Regions from separate parts of the Sus scrofa genome. Here regions 2 and 3 are each linked to region 1. A link is a contact called in public promoter capture Hi-C data. All regions are on one chromosome and are shown on one strand. The core of a region is the stretch at or near the end of the contact, and the rest is flanking DNA. Distances in the headings are between cores, read along the strand shown.

Region 1 (2,870 bases), core at 123-2,622:
TATGGGTGGCATCCTGAGGGGGAGATTGGGTGTACCATGACGCTGGGATTGGGAGGGAGTCATCTTTTTTTGCTTGTTTTCAATGCTTGAGTTTGTACACCGGGGGGGGGGGGGGGGGGGGGGGGGGGAGGTAGGGAGGATTTATAGATTATGTCATCTAACTTTAAATAAACAGCCTCACAAAATGGCAAATGGCCTAAAAAGATTCCTTCAGAGAACCCACAAATTGAAGATAATACTAACAATATAGTCACAAATAAAGTAAAAGGGGCAGAGCTGACACTCCCCATCCTCTAAGGACAAGGTGTTCATAGCCTAAGTGTTTTAGTATATTAAGGAGCTCAACACACATAACTAGCATTCACATTTTCACTAAAAGAAAACCTTTATCTTCAATACGAATTGTTATATATAAATATTATATATATACACACCCATATAAAAATATACACATATTTAAAACTTAGGTCTCTGATGAGGCTTACCTGAATAATTATTTTTAACTGTTGGAAAATATTGATTTGAACTGTTGAAAATCCTGATTTTTACGGCTTTAACTTATAATTTATAGTTAGCATTATAAAATAAATTAACATTAAAAAACATAAAAATTGCTTTAAATATATTTAAATTTTACCATAATGTCCCTGTCTTCGCACTCCTACATATCATTCCAAGTTTCAGATTATTTTGTTTACAAATGCAAATTCAGAGAAGTGCAAATAAACACGGAAAGGTGGGGAATAATTTAAGGTTGCGGGCCTACCTTATTAACCTGTTCACATATTCAGCAACACACGAAGATTAGAAAATTTCAGGCCGCTTGGAAAGGTACCAAATGAAAAATGGAAACCTCCTTTCCACAGGAATGCCATCCTGGAAAAAAAAAAAAAAAAGCCTAAATTTACACATTTCTCTTTTTCACACAATCACACAAGTGTTTCACATTATATACACTATAACGCACCTTGCTTTTTTCACATACTAGATTTTGGAATTCTTTCCACAGCCTCATTTAAATCTCCTTCACAGCAGATAACAGTTGCATAGTATTCTAAAGTGATCTTAACTGGAAATAACTTTTACCGAACGTATTTGTGAGACACAGGGCTCCGTGTGTTTCACTTCTGCCTAGCACGAACTTTCAAAGATTCAGGATTCCACATGCCCTTTTAATCCCGTAAACTGGAATCTCCAAACTCTATAAATTTGCCCTGAAGTTTAATCTATTTTGCAAAGTCGCGCGTTAGTCTCGTCCCCTCTTGCTCCGAGAGTCCTGCCCCGCCCCTTCTCTTCCTTCCACCAATTTCTACCGCCCCCAGCAGCTCCGCTCAACAGGAGTGGTCAGGGCAGAACCTTCCCAGGGCGCATGCGCGGTAGGTAGGCGCATGCGCGATGCGCGGCTGCTGGCGCGTCGCGCACCGGGGCTGAGGTGGCCGGCGCCGAGGAGGGGGCGGGACGCGCGGCGCTATGGCTGAGGGTAGCGGGGAAGTAGTCGCAGTGCCCGTGACCGGGGCTGCCAACGGCTTCAGTAATGGGGCCAGTGGGACCTCGGCGCAGACCAACAACCCGCTGTCGCGGAAGCTGCGTAAGATCCTGGACACGCGGCTGGACAACGACAAGGTAACCGCAGCCGGCAGGGCCGAAGGTCCCGCGTCGTTCGCGGGTCGGAGGGACTGGGGGCGGCGTCTGTCCGACACCCTCTAGCTTGTCCCTTGTCCCCACCGCCGAGGGGACCCCAGGCCCTCGGGACCCGCTGTCGTGCCGGCATGGGGCGGGTAAGAAAGGGTAGGCCGAGGAGCCCCTGGAAAAGCGAAGAGGTTTTCTGGGTATTGCTCCCTATTTATTTAAAACGGTTCTTTCCTCGATGACTCTGGATCCGGAAGGTAAACGGTGGAGGCGCCCTGCTTCCGCAGGTGTTCGGGGGTTCTGAGCAGGGAGGGAGAGAGGAGACACCCCCCTGGGGGCGCAGAAGAAGAAACGGGCAAAAGAGGAAAATGCAAGATAAGGCAGGACGAAGGGGGGCCTTCGGAGGAACGAAGGCCAAGGCTAAGCATCACTGAGCTTTTCCATTGACAGGTGAAAACATCTAACAATTTACAGAGCGACAGGGCTACCACCTGCTTATGGTTCAAAGGAAACAATACTAGTTTTTGTTGTTGGCCAAGCACTAACAATTTACAGCGCGAAAGGGCTACCACCTGTTGATGGTTCAAAGGAAACAATACTAATTTTGTTGTTAGCCAAGCACTAACTGACGTGTGGGCTTGTGCTGTATTTCTTTACAAGATAAACCTCCCGCATCCTCTTCCAAGTACCTTCTGAAACTTAGAGCGGACTTCCCATCTCCACTAGTAGCTGCTTATCTCTTCTGTATCACTGAGTCCCTAGGTATATTGTCATGCCGTTGTGGTTAAAATAAAAATATATATGTAGAAGTGAGAGTTCTAAAGATGAATTTGTAGGTAACTGACAGTAACCTGTCAATAAGAATTTTTGTGTTAAAAAAATAACAATATAATGAGCTAAGAAAGGTAGGCTCTGGGGCCACGGATTATTGGCTCTAAACCACCAAATTGGTGCATTATGGTTTAAGCCCCTTCTCTAAGCTGATGTTAAAATTCTAAATTGGGAATACTGCTAATAACTTTCTCAGGGTTGTTGTGAGGGTTCAGGGAGAGACTGCTTAGCACAGGGCCCCAGCAGTTTTTCCTTATGAAATGTTAATTCTTATTAAATGCTAATATTATACAATTTCTTAAGGGTTTAAAGTATCTAATATTGACATGGACTATTTCATTTACTACATCTACTCTGATAAATTAATATTATCGCCTTTTTACCCAATGAGAAAAATAAGGTGTGGAGAG
Region 2 (2,870 bases), core at 212-2,711, 390 kb before region 1:
ATTTTTAGCTCTTAAAGAACTGGCTAATTCTGGGAGGCAGGCTACGTACTATCGCCCCAAAACGCAGCAAAAACGTGGAAAGCAGAGAAAAAAAAGTTTTAAAATTCAGGTTAGTGAAGCTCATTCCTATGACCTTAACCTTAATGCTACACTTTTTATTAGGACGCTAATTTTGCCCTCCCAGGCAACAAACATAGTCTGCTTATTCTCAAGACTTAAAAACACTTTCCGTAATAATAACTACCATTAAAGGAACTTTCTAAGTATTATTTCTAGTTCCCAGTCACTCTTATGTTACTGAAAGATGAGGAAATCGCCTCGGAAATATTAAAATCACTTATCCGAAAATACGGAGCTATTAAAAATGATCTGTAGAGCTCGGGATTCGGAACCCGGACTCTGAAAACAACCTCCGCAACACCGCACTGATCTCAGCCTTAACATAATTTCCGTTTGTATCGTGAAATGCATCAAGATAACGTTTCTACACTCCACGTTAAAATTCCAACTTTTTGCAATCCTATTATTTTACACGCAGTCCCTGAAAGAGAATAAGAGAATTCTTAGCTCACAGAATTAAGGAATTAAGTGCAATTACCTTTCTAATTTCATCCAGCACCGTTTCAAAGGACTTTTTGTCCATCTTGACTACTAGCTCCACGAGGTTTTAACAGTTACACTTTCAATTACAAAATGTTCATCCCTCGTCTGCTCCAATAGTAAAAATGTTTACCGCTGAGAAAGAAAAAAAGACTCAAGGAGCAGGAGAAAGGATGCGAAGAGGTAGAGTACTTCAAACGCTGCAAAAATTTCCAAAAATGGAGACTTATAAAAACTTTTTACTAAAAACGAAACCCGTCAGGCTTCCCCAGCTTCTTTACACAAAGCAGCAGGAACCCTCGCGGAAGAGCCAGGTCCTCTCTGAGTCCCGCAGAAAAACCCGCGGTTCGCAGCCCGAGGCAGACCGTCGGTCCCTTCAGCCGAAGGCCAGGTGCCGCCGTCGTGAAGCCGCCTTTCCAGGTGGAGCGGCCCAGAGAGTAGAGGCACCTGCGCCCCGAAACCGATGGGCGGCAAGGAAGGAGGCACTGGTTTCCCGGCCCGCACCAGCGCCTCGGCCGCCGGCCGCCTCTCACCGCCGCAAACCTGGCCTCATGGCCTGACTAGCGCTCACTCCCAGCAGCTCCTCGGGACTCCTCGGTCCCGCAGCCCGGGCAGCGGAGGCCTGGCAGGCTCTTTGTTACCAGGTGCCACCGCTTCCGGGAGCGGGCCGGCGGCCGGAGAGCTCCAGGAGCCGGGCAAAGGGGGGAACGCTCCCGGGTAGGGGGACTCCCGAATACCGCAGCGCCAAGAGCGCCAGGAGCCCCTCCTGGTTACCCCCACAGCTTCCCCCTGGCTCCTGGGGGCCTTCAATAGGGCCCGTCGCACCCGAGTAAACTCAACTCTGCGCCGCCAGCTTAGACCACGCCTTCAGGAGCGACTTTAAAGGGGTCCTGGTGTGGGAATGTAGATGTCCATGGCGCATGCCTGGGTGTCTCGAAATTGGATGCAGCTGATGTTCGTCCCAGAACCCAAAAGTTATTTTTTGAGGGTCACACCCTTGATTCTAGGATTTGATTGTGCCAGTTTGTGATTGCTAAATCTGAATTTAAAAGAATGAATGTGGAGTTGTTAAGGCATATCTACGGGCGCCCCGATACTGGCGTACCGGAGATCTCCGCAGCGTGGAAGGTCCGAAGGGTGGTCACGGGGTAAAACGAGGCACGTGATATGAGGGCGGGGGCGGGAACGAGTTGGGAACCCAAAACCTCAGTTCTGATTTTCTGTTACTTGGGTCTCTGCTGCCTTTTCGTTCTCGAACCCCGCGCATCCAGGGAAAGGGGTTTGGAGCTAGGAACTCGGGAAGCGACTAAGTGCGTGGACTTGAGGCTGTCCGGTGGCCCCCAGCCGCCTGCCAATCCTTTTCCCTCACCAGACTTCCCGTCTGGTCATGGCGAGATTCTGGGTCTGCGTAGCCGGCGCTGGCTTCTTTCTTGCATATCTGGTTTTACATTCGCATATTTGTGGCTCTTCGGTGAGTTGGATTGTGAGGAAACGGCTGGTGGGTGTGTGGATAGCACTGTGGGGAGGAGGTCTTGGGATGGAGTTGGAGCTGGTTTTCGCACTAGCTGGGCTCAAAACCTGCACCGGGGGCCGAACCGCCGACGTGTTGCTTGTCTCAGTGTTAAAACGTTTTCCTATTTTCTTTTCTTACGCAGCTCCCACTACGTCTTCATTTTGCTTTTAAATTTTCCTGGAGAGCTGAGGAAATCCTTTACCGGCTGGATGTGGATTGGCCCACGTATTCAGAATACTTTACTGGAGCAACATTTTGTGTTGCAGTTGATTCCCTCAACGAATTGGTTTATGTAGCCCAAGTAAGTAAATTTTTTTCGGAGTTATGAACATGAAGAAGACAGTTTTCCTGTATTAAGTCCATATATACGTTTATGTTTTGCCAATTGTGAAATTTTTTTTTTGAGTTAAAGTTAACATTTTAATTTTGAATGTGGTAGATAATAATGTTGTTAGGTTTCGTAGCAGGTTTTTTAAACGTGACTGAATTTCTCGATTAACTTTTAAATTTTGTTTCTCTTTGCCAACATAAAGATTGCCTCTTTAAAACGGATCTTACCTAAGCAGTTATTTTTGTGTACCTTTAGAGAGGGGATAACATCCCAAAGGTATTAGTGTTCACAGAGGATGGATATTTCCTACGAGCCTGGAATTACACAGTTGACACACCTCATGGCATATTTGCAGCCAGTACACTACATGAACAATCCGTCTGGATCACGGATGTAGGAAGTGGTATGTGTAGTAATATCTATTAA
Region 3 (2,870 bases), core at 123-2,622, 370 kb before region 1:
TGCGCCATATCAGGGAAACCTGATGTCCAGATAGATGTGTTAGGAGGTATTGCTATGGTAACCAGCATCACTTGGCTGAGGTGATGTCTGCCAGGAAGCTCCTCTGTAAATTTATTACTTTCCCCTTTGTAAACTACCACATATTTGGGAAGAGACACTTTGACACTACGCAGACACCCTATTTGGCCTCAAACTTTTGCGCCAGGCTACCCAAGGTCTAGTCTTCTGTAGGCGTAAAATAGCAGCCCCATGGCTCCTGAAACGTCCTCCTTTCCCCCAAACTGAAGTCTTCCACTGGCTTGGCTGAGAAGCTTACCTTGCAGGTTTTCAGTTTCCTTTCCATTTTGGCTTCACAGAAAGTGCTTCGTTCTGTCCTGAAAGCTCATTTAGTACGCTTGAGAAACTGCTTATGTTTCATCCAGCATTTCTCCATTGTGTCGTGGAAGACTACTCTTTCGGGTGATGCCAGCATCTTGCTGAAAGTGATCGTTGCTTCCCCCAAACGCATACACTGACATCAGTCTCCATCTGTATTCTCAAGGCCATCATTCTAACAGCTGTATTTTCCAAGTCCAAGATTCCTATTCTTAAAAAAGGACTTTTCTTGATTTGTGACTTTTTTTTTTACGTGAAAAGACTTAAAATTGTGCAAAGATTATGTTATTATACATTTAGTCTTTTTTTTGAAAGAATAAAATTATGTAAATTGAGACAATTACAGAAAATACTGGACATATGTTCTCTGTACCTATGGCTCGTTAATCATGTTGCTCAATTTCTCTGTTTCTGTTCTGGGTACATGATCTCATACAATAGAGCTGCATCTATGGAACAGTGAGCTCCATTGTTTCTCTGTATTTGATGAAGATGATGATATGAGGAAATAACTGCTATTTCTAAATAATGGATAGATACACATTTTACTTAAAAAATAGTTCTTAACAATTCTAAAAAGTTCTTTTTATCACCTCCTATTGCTGTTTTATTACACTGCTCATGTCTGACATCTATACTGATACCCTTCCAGCAAGCATCTTTCTGTGGAGCTATTTTTTTTTTTTTTTTGACTGGTTCCATCTGTCCTTATAATTCATCTCCCATGCTGAGTGGCTTTGCATGTGGTGATTCCTGGTTTCTTAGCCACTCGGACCTCACAGTTCTCCATGAAAGAGGAAGATCTCACTAGGGTTGTATTCAGATACCTGACTCATGTGAATTTCCTGCTGAGATTAAAATCTGAAAGGGAGAGTCAATCCTGTGTTTTCTGTTTAGGCTGGGGTGGAGATTGGGACTCTTGAGTGTGTGTGTGTGTACATGCACGTGTGCTCATTTGGAGAGTGAGACTAAGTCTCATTGCTCAATAAAGCAAGGAACAGATGGCACTGTCAGTTGCAGGCACAGCACAATCACACACCATCTGAGCATTCCCAAACAGAGCTGCATATGCAAACCCAAGCTGCCAGCAATCCCTCTGATACTTCAATCCCCAGAGCTCCAAGAAAGCATATTGTACTGCATTCCTCTGAACAAGAAAAACTGCTGGACTTTCTGCCTTTCCTCTACATTCCTTCCCACACCCTGTTCCCTGAGGTGCATTGGAGATGCACTTCAAACTACAATTTTATGAAATCAAGTCTTTAGTTATTTGTTCTCTAAGGCAAAGAGGTACTAACACAGAGTGATGCTAGAAATAAAGGAGTGGGACCCATCATAATAAATGTGAATATTATTTATTCACTGAACAAGTATATGAAAATCCCCCTGCGTGAACAAAAGCCCATGTGGCATAGACAGTAATATATTTTTTTTAAAAGTGCAATCTCTGCCCTCAAGCCACTAATAAATCAAAGGCTGTAGGATACACAATGTAACCAAATACCAGTTGGAACATAAAAAATAGCATAAAGTGAAAGGAGTTGAAATGAATGATATTGCTAGTTGAGGGGATAAACCTTATGGAAACAGTAGCATTTGAGTTGGACTTGGAGAAAGTCAGCATTTAGTTGTAAGACAAAGGGGTTGTAGTTTACTAATGAGTGAATGAAAATTGTATACAGAGTACTAGAATAATTTATTCCCATCAGTGGTCTTTTAGCCCATGAAAAATTAAAATGAGAAAAAAATATTAACTGGTTTAGGGATTTGGGCATTTTATTCTCAACGAAGAAATGCTTTTGCAACATTTTCCCCTCTGAAAACTCGCCATTCACCTGGAGCCCACACACTGCTGCTTGAGTGTAAATGGGTGTTACCACTTGGAAAAGTAAAGCTACATATAGGCAGAGCCTGTGATCCAGCAAGTCCACTCCTACACGTAGTCAGCAAAAGTCATGGTCTAGAATATTAATAACAGCATTTTTAGTTCTAAACTGGAAGCTACCCAAATGCCCATTGACATTAAAATTGAAGACTGTATCATGGCATATTCACTCAATGGAATGCCCTGCAGAGAAAAGTGGAATAAGTGTGTGTGTGTGTGTGTGTGTGTGTGTGTGTATACATTCAAGTATACACATACATGCACACACACAGAGCAGTCACTCAGCTAGATACAGAAGAGTAGGTAATGTATGACTCTTTTTATATAAAGTATATAAACTGGCTAAAGTAATCTGGGCTGTTAGAGGTCAGGGTAGTTGCCTTGAGGAGTAGTAAGTGGATGGGAACACAAGGAGGGTCTTCTGAGGAGTCTGTAAATTTGCAATCTCTTTTTCTAGGTTCCAGTTAAATGAGTGAGTTCAGTTTATGAAAAATTAATCAAATTTTATTTTGATGATGTATATTTTTTGTAACAATTTTTATTAAAAGTCTTAAGACTTTAAAAATAGTTTCAAATTTAAACTATTTTAAAATAGTTTCTCAAATCAAGA

The links. Promoter capture Hi-C pulls out the DNA fragments that hold promoters and counts their contacts.
Region 2: a promoter capture Hi-C map of liver shows a contact between it and region 1, with 5 times the contacts expected there. The contact joins the promoter of PROSER1 here to the promoter of COG6 in region 1. A contact is called at or near these places in 3 of 5 promoter capture datasets (fetal liver, fetal skeletal muscle and liver), 14 of 47 Hi-C or Micro-C datasets (brain, embryonic fibroblasts, fetal heart ventricle and 8 more) and 2 of 2 datasets of contacts at active chromatin or transcription factors (alveolar macrophages and skeletal muscle).
Region 3: a contact with region 1 is called in a promoter capture Hi-C map of fetal skeletal muscle, with 6 times the contacts expected there. The contact joins the enhancer-like site here to the promoter of COG6 in region 1. A contact is called at or near these places in 2 of 5 promoter capture datasets (fetal liver and fetal skeletal muscle), 11 of 47 Hi-C or Micro-C datasets (brain, embryonic fibroblasts, fetal heart ventricle and 6 more) and 1 of 2 datasets of contacts at active chromatin or transcription factors (skeletal muscle).

The regions. Positions count from the first base shown.
Region 1 is chr11:14,574,832-14,577,701 of Sscrofa11.1, forward strand. It overlaps COG6 (conserved oligomeric Golgi complex subunit 6), which reads left to right and starts at 1,373. Exons shown (of 22, transcript XR_002336515.1): 1 at 1,373-1,623. LHFP (lipoma HMGIC fusion partner) reads right to left here and starts at 1,299. Exons shown (of 6, transcript XM_005668367.3): 1 at 968-1,299; 2 at 767-876.
Region 2 is chr11:14,182,385-14,185,254 of Sscrofa11.1, forward strand. PROSER1 (proline and serine-rich protein 1) reads right to left here and starts at 1,462. Exons shown (of 13, transcript XM_021065266.1): 1 at 599-1,462. The coding sequence starts at 643. NHLRC3 (a long non-coding RNA gene) reads left to right here and starts at 1,752. Exons shown (of 10, transcript XR_002336530.1): 1 at 1,752-2,071; 2 at 2,256-2,414; 3 at 2,700-2,847.
Region 3 is chr11:14,203,704-14,206,573 of Sscrofa11.1, forward strand. All of the region lies in intron 7 of NHLRC3 (a long non-coding RNA gene), which reads left to right. Among named protein-coding and RNA genes, the nearest start is that of NHLRC3, 21 kb to the left of the region's middle. Within about 2 kb of position 1,373, at least 5 of the 83 cell types and tissues checked have an H3K27ac peak or open chromatin away from gene starts, as enhancers often do. A contact at or near this core is called in fetal skeletal muscle, where this site is marked.